Linked DNA regions of Mus musculus: region 2 is linked to region 1. Evidence: chromatin contacts called from public promoter capture Hi-C data. All regions are on one chromosome and are shown on one strand. Each heading gives the region's core, a stretch centred on a gene start, on an enhancer-like site or on the middle of the called end of the contact. The rest is flanking DNA. Distances are from core to core; before and after follow the strand shown. Region 1 holds the start of Ogdhl (oxoglutarate dehydrogenase-like). Region 2 overlaps Wdfy4 (WD repeat and FYVE domain containing 4).

What was found. Promoter capture Hi-C pulls out the DNA fragments that hold promoters and counts their contacts.
Region 2: a promoter capture Hi-C map of liver shows a contact between it and region 1, with 4 times the contacts expected there. The contact joins the enhancer-like site here to the promoter of Ogdhl in region 1. A contact is called at or near these places in 5 of 39 promoter capture datasets (the 3T3-L1 cell line, hippocampal neurons, liver and 1 more).

Annotation. Positions count from the first base shown.
Region 1 is chr14:32,320,486-32,323,434 of GRCm38.p6, forward strand. Ogdhl (oxoglutarate dehydrogenase-like) reads left to right here and starts at 1,534. Exons shown (of 24, transcript NM_001081130.2): 1 at 1,534-1,631.
Region 2 is chr14:32,993,566-32,996,514 of GRCm38.p6, forward strand. All of the region lies in intron 44 of Wdfy4 (WD repeat and FYVE domain containing 4), which reads right to left. Lrrc18 (leucine rich repeat containing 18) reads left to right here. Exons shown (of 3, transcript NM_001146021.1): 2 at 1,646-1,743. Among named protein-coding and RNA genes, the nearest start is that of Lrrc18, 3.7 kb to the left of the region's middle. Within about 2 kb of position 1,581, at least 82 of the 459 cell types and tissues checked have an H3K27ac peak or open chromatin away from gene starts, as enhancers often do. A contact at or near this core is called in liver, where this site is marked.

The DNA.
Region 1 (2,949 bases), core at 284-2,783:
TTCTGAAGCCTTCTGATTGGCTAGGCCGTTGCCCTGCCTGTGGACACAGGTTAACTTACCTTCTTGGGTCATTCATTCATGATTGACTCTCAGTTGTAAACTTCTCTGATGTGCCTCTCAACACGGCTTACCTGCTTCCTACTCAATGAACTCCAGTCAAGAAAGCCAGAAATGCATGTTACTCACACCCTACCAAACACCCCGCAAGCCACTGATCTCCCAGACTGGCTTCCAACTCACTATCAGATCTGTCCCGGCTTCTTCTCTAGCAGTGCTTGATTGTCCCCCCACTCAAGACAACGCACACTTTCACATTTTACCCTCCATTTCCCCCACACTTGCCAGAAAAGGAGTTCAAAAATGCAACCTTGGACATTCATAGCTGCCTAGAGTCTCCTGGACAGAATCTGGGAGTTGTTTTGAGACAGGTTCTCAATATGTATTTCAGCCTGGCCTTGAACTCTTAACTATCCTGCCTTAGCCTTCATGGTACTGGAATTACAGGTATTTATTACCTTGAAGGGAAGGGAAAGGGGTGATTCCTTTCCTGCTTCTCACAAAGGATGCTGGCCCAGACTCCTGTAAATCAAGGACAGGTTGTCAAGAGACAAACATAAAACGTCATTTGATTATGGTTTTATGTGATATAGGAGCCTTCAGATGGAACACTCAAAAAACCACAAGGTCAATTATCCACAGTTTGCTTAGGATCAGTGGATCTTAAACAGCTACGTAGAAAGATGATTGTACAAACTGTGACATGAAGCTGTGCTCCACAGGAAGTCCCTAGCTGCTCTGCTGGGTCAGGATTAAGGGATGCAAACACAGAAGCCAGTTAGGGGCTGTTACAGTAATCCTGTGAAGGACTGCTGATAGCATTTCCAGCCACGGGTGTATCCTGCATTTGCTTAGAAATGAAACAGAGCCCAATACAGAAAAGAAAAAGGCAGGAACACATCAGAAAAACTCCAAACTGACCAATAACATAAGTTGGCAAATCACTAATAATAAAAGTGCAGATTAAATTTCCACAGGTTCTGTCAATGTATATTCTTTGTTAGATTGTCTGTGGCAATGATTCTCTGAGGAGAGGGAAACCAGGCCACAATCCCTTGGAAAGTGAATTGGTAGGGCACTAAGCATTTTTTCATAAACTGCTTCATCCTTTCTTCAAAACAGCTGGAAGACAGCAGAACTTTTAATAGCATTCCCATTTTATGGGTGATAGAGAGGAATCTATCTTTCCCCCATACACACATACAAGTCTGCTTTATTCTGGTACGTTCCTCTTAGTTTCAGGTCGAGGACTCTGGGGTTCATGGGTCCAGCACTGTCTCCAGTCACTCAGACAGGGCAGACCTGGGCTCCTGCTGGCCATCTGGAAGCACCTGGCTCTTTGGGGGCCACATGAGGTCTTGGATCTGGGAGGTCAGCACCTCGGACAGCGAGGGCCGCAGACAGGGCGGGGCGTCTACCGAGACGTCACGACGCGCGGAATCCCGAGGGTGCGCGCTCACGGCGGCCGTGTCACGTGACCTAGGTAATTGATACAGCGCGCTGCTCGTGACCCTCCGCTCAGTCCCCGGACCTTCAGCCCCCCGGACCGCGTGGCCCGGAACCTCGGCCAGCCGGTGAGAGCGGCGGCGCGACCCCCGTTCCTGCGAGCTGAACCCTCTGCAACTCGATCCTAGGTCCTGGGGCAGCGCTGCCCACTAACCTCAGCCAGGCCCTTGGGGAGGGGGTGGGGTGGGGTGTGGGGAACGGGAACTTGACCTTGGTCTCTCCCTAGACTAAGTGCAGCGTTCCTTAGGACCCCCGGTCCTTTGTGCTTGTCAGCAGGTGAATGCAGATTTCGTGGGAAGGAGTGACTTGCCAATAGTGGGGCTTCAGGCCGGAAGGCTGCAGCCCCCCCCCCCCCCCCACTGTTTGCCGTAGTGGCCTGGAGAGGAGCCTGCCTGGTACTCTTCCAAGGAGAGGGGGGCTGCCCAGAACAGCACTGAGATTGAAGAGGTTCCAGGGTTGCATCTGGCGGGACATGCAAGCAGCTTCGAAGTCCCAGGACAGGCCCTATACTTGTTTTTAACTGCGGTCTGTGCTCCCACTTGAGGAAATGGAGGCCGACCAGATATCTAGGTCAAGTAGTTTGAGGTCTCAGCCATCCTCCCGCACTCAGGATGAGCCCTAAGAGGACTTATCTGATTGACCCTAAGGACCATGCTCTGCAAAGACCCAGCGCTGAAACCCCCAGCCCTACGGGCTCCAATCCCAAGCCAATCTGTGTATTTCCTCTCCATCCACCAGTAACCTTCAACAGACCTTACCCATCTTTGTACACACCCCAGTTCTGGGCTTTAGTTTGGCCCTTCCTTCCTCCCTGTCAAGAAAGTAAGCTTGCACCCCGACCCCCATCACACCCTTCTGCCTAGCTCTTTGGAGTTCTACATTTTCCAGTCAGGCAGTGAGTTCAGTTTCTAGTACAAGACAGGTAGAAAGACTCTGCTACTGCGTGCTGCTTCAGGGTTTGGAGGGAAGGGGGCCTCCCTACTCTGACCTCTACTAACTGATTTTCCCAAGGGCAGTTTACAGAGCAGCCCTCCCCTGTGCACCACTGCAGGAGACTTAGTATTAAGTTGCCTGCCCTGGTTCTGACTGGATGACATTGTTCCAAAAAGGATGCCCCCAAGATCTTCCCACTAGAAACTTGCACAGGGCACGTTTTAGGGTGTGCTTGCCGCCATCCTGCCCTGTATGAGCAGGACCTAACAGGGTTAATTAGGGCCTTGGCTATAGATTTGGAGCTCAGCAAAGCTCTGGGGTCCTCAAGCCCAGCTGGCATGGGGGTAGGAATGGCTGGCATCTCCTGCCGGGTTGGGTGAAGGCCATAGCAGTATCTGGCTGCCCAGAGCGTTCTGTATTTGTAAAACACAGTGTTCCAACACTGGGCCAGGC
Region 2 (2,949 bases), core at 331-2,830, 670 kb after region 1:
GAAATATACTTTCAAATTAGAGGCTTCCCTTGACGAATGGACTGCTGATCTTTCCCCGATGGTTTTCTCTGCCACCTCCTTAGCATGCACACTCTGTATACAGTTCTAGACCTAATAAGAATATTTGACGACTGTTCTAGCCTGGTTAGATTATACAGCTACCTCATCTGTGTCTGATTCTCACTAAGGCCCATTTCCTCCCCATGAATGACGATAACAGCCTTTGCACTGTACCTTCTACTACATCCAGATGCCCGAGTGACACCTGGCTTCCTTTCCATACGAGTTTACATATCAGCACTTTAAAGATATTTTTCTTCTTGTATGTTTTCTCTTATGAAAGATATTGATTTTATATTTTTACTTGATTTCCTGACTTTTAAATTGTTTTCTTACTTAAATTACATATATATTATATATTTCAATTACAAATATACCTTGCAGTAAATTTTTGACTATTTTTTAAAATATCTAATTATCCTTGTTAATTCAATTAAATCACTTATTGTATAGATTCAGCACAGCATTTTATCTTTATCTTTAAACTTAAACATGAAATAGTAGTGGTATAATGCCATCAAATTCTTTCCTTAATGGTGATTTTTTAAAATATATTTTGGGATTAAAATTAGTTTATTTTGCTCTTCTATACTTTAAATTTTTATTGCTTGGATTAATTATGAATTTAAAACATTTACTTATTGATAGCCATTCTATCTATTTTCTAATTTATGTTCAGTTAGAGGAGTTTATATTAGTTTTTATTTCTATACATTTTGCTTCTGCAATGTCATTTTCTTATTTGCAGAATAACATTGTTTGGCTAGTTTTCTTAAATACTAGAAAGTTAATCTAAAGTAGCCTTTTCAAGCTGTGGGCGGTGACCCCTTTGGAGATCGAGTGACCTTTGCACTGGATGACCATCAGAAAACACAGATTTTTATATTATATTTTATATTATGATTCACAACAGTAACAAAAAATACATTCAAGAAATAGCAACCAGTTGATTTGACGGTTGGGGTCACCACAACAGGAAGAACTGTATTAGAGGATCGTAGCATAAGAAGGTTGAGAACCACTGAGCTAAAGGAAAATGATCATTGGCAAAATAAAAATAAAAAGCCAAGAAATACACAGGTATATGAAGGGCAGCCTTACTCCCTGATGGGAGTATCACAGCAGCACCAACAGGAAAGGCCATGCTTTCACATCACAGCCACATTTACTGACAACAATCAACAGAAAGTGATGGCCCACTAGTGTGACCTCATGAGCTTTGTGGTTGCTTTGATCCAATAGGGTTAAAAGAAAAACAAAATTGCAAGAAAAATAAACTCAAGTAAATAAACATATAAAAGACAGCCCTCCCCACAAATGAAAAGCAGGAAAATGCACAAATACATGAAATAAGAAGAAAGTCACATATGAGGTCCTGGGGCTGGGTGCCCCGGGGACTTTTCAGTGTCACTAGCATGGTTGCTATGGAAAGCTGCTTTGTTGAAAACTCTCGCCCTGCTGCTGGAAGTGGGAGGATGCACCCAGCTGCAGGGGTCACGTGTTTGGATTACGGCTCAGATTCCCGCTTCCTGGAAACAAGGTACCCTGGAAACACTTTGAAGCTTGTTTTCCTTTCACTTCGTAGGCTGGCGTCAAGATTATGCTGATTAACTCCAAGTCCCAAGACTCTTGTTGGCTGGAAACCAAGTTTCACAGCAAAGGAGCTTAAGGACAAAAACACAGGTAAGGCTTTGCTCCCTGGTGCCTGTTACCTATTATTCTCTTTCTGAACTGTGCTTTTCCCTCTCCTCTGAGGGATCAGCCTTCAAATGCTTGCACTCTCCTCTGCTTCCTTTACCAAGTCTAGACGCTAGCTGATCAGCTGATGAATTATTTAGGAGAGGAGGCCACCTACTCTGAGTCCTGGCCAGGACAGCTGGCTGGGGACACAGGCTGATCTTCAGGTGCCTGGAACCGTGCACAAGCTTGGCAGGGGAGATATATGACCAGTGGGAACCTGGGACTTCTCTAACGCCTTTGCTGGCCCATAGCAGGGGGAGATAAGATGCAGGCTCAGAAATGCAGAGAGTCTATGCAAAGTCGCAAGTAGGAGGGACAGAACAGTGAGTGGCCTCCAGGCTAGAATGACACATTGTCCTCTGGGTTTGAGTGAGGGCCTCCAGAGCAGAAGGGAAGTTCTGAGACAGTCACTGTCTCCTGCAGAGTTCTGGAGTGCCCAAGCTTGTCTCCTGATGGTTTGTTTGGGCTGGTGCTTGGCATCACTAGCTTCTTTGTGAGTTTCCAGGGGTCCCCTGGGGCTGGGAGGCAGACAACTTTCTAAACTGCTCCCTTCTGTTGGCAGAGTGATGGGGAACAAGGTGATCTTTCCAGGTCCCTTGTATCTGTGCTTACAAAACCCTAGGCAAGTAACCGAAAACCAGCCCTCAGCCTCCCATGGGAGCTGCTGCAATCAGCACCTTAGATCATCACCTATTTGATTCACCAGTCATTCCCAGCTATCAGTCTCAGATAATGAGACCTCTTAATACCATGGGTCTGTGACCTACACACACCTTCTTCTCTGTCTTTGAAAAGCCATGAGGATAGGACTTGGCCTGGACAGGATAAACGTCCCCACAGGACCTAGCTCAGCTCCCTCCAGTTCCTAGGGAAAATGATGAATCAGGAGCTTGCCTCTTGGCACAGAAAAGCCAAATGCATTGCAGGACACTGTACAGTCAAACTTCCATGGAAAAACTAACTGGAACAGCACATGGAAACAAGAGATGCTGGCTCGAAGACGGGGTAGGGTGTGGCCCAATAAAGGAAAGGCTGTCAAGGCTTGGACTTTATTCCTGGAAGTGGGGTGTCTGAGTTAAATGAGATGAGACTCACAACATACTGTCACAGAACCTAATGCCCCATTAAAAGGAGAGGAAACAAATAGTA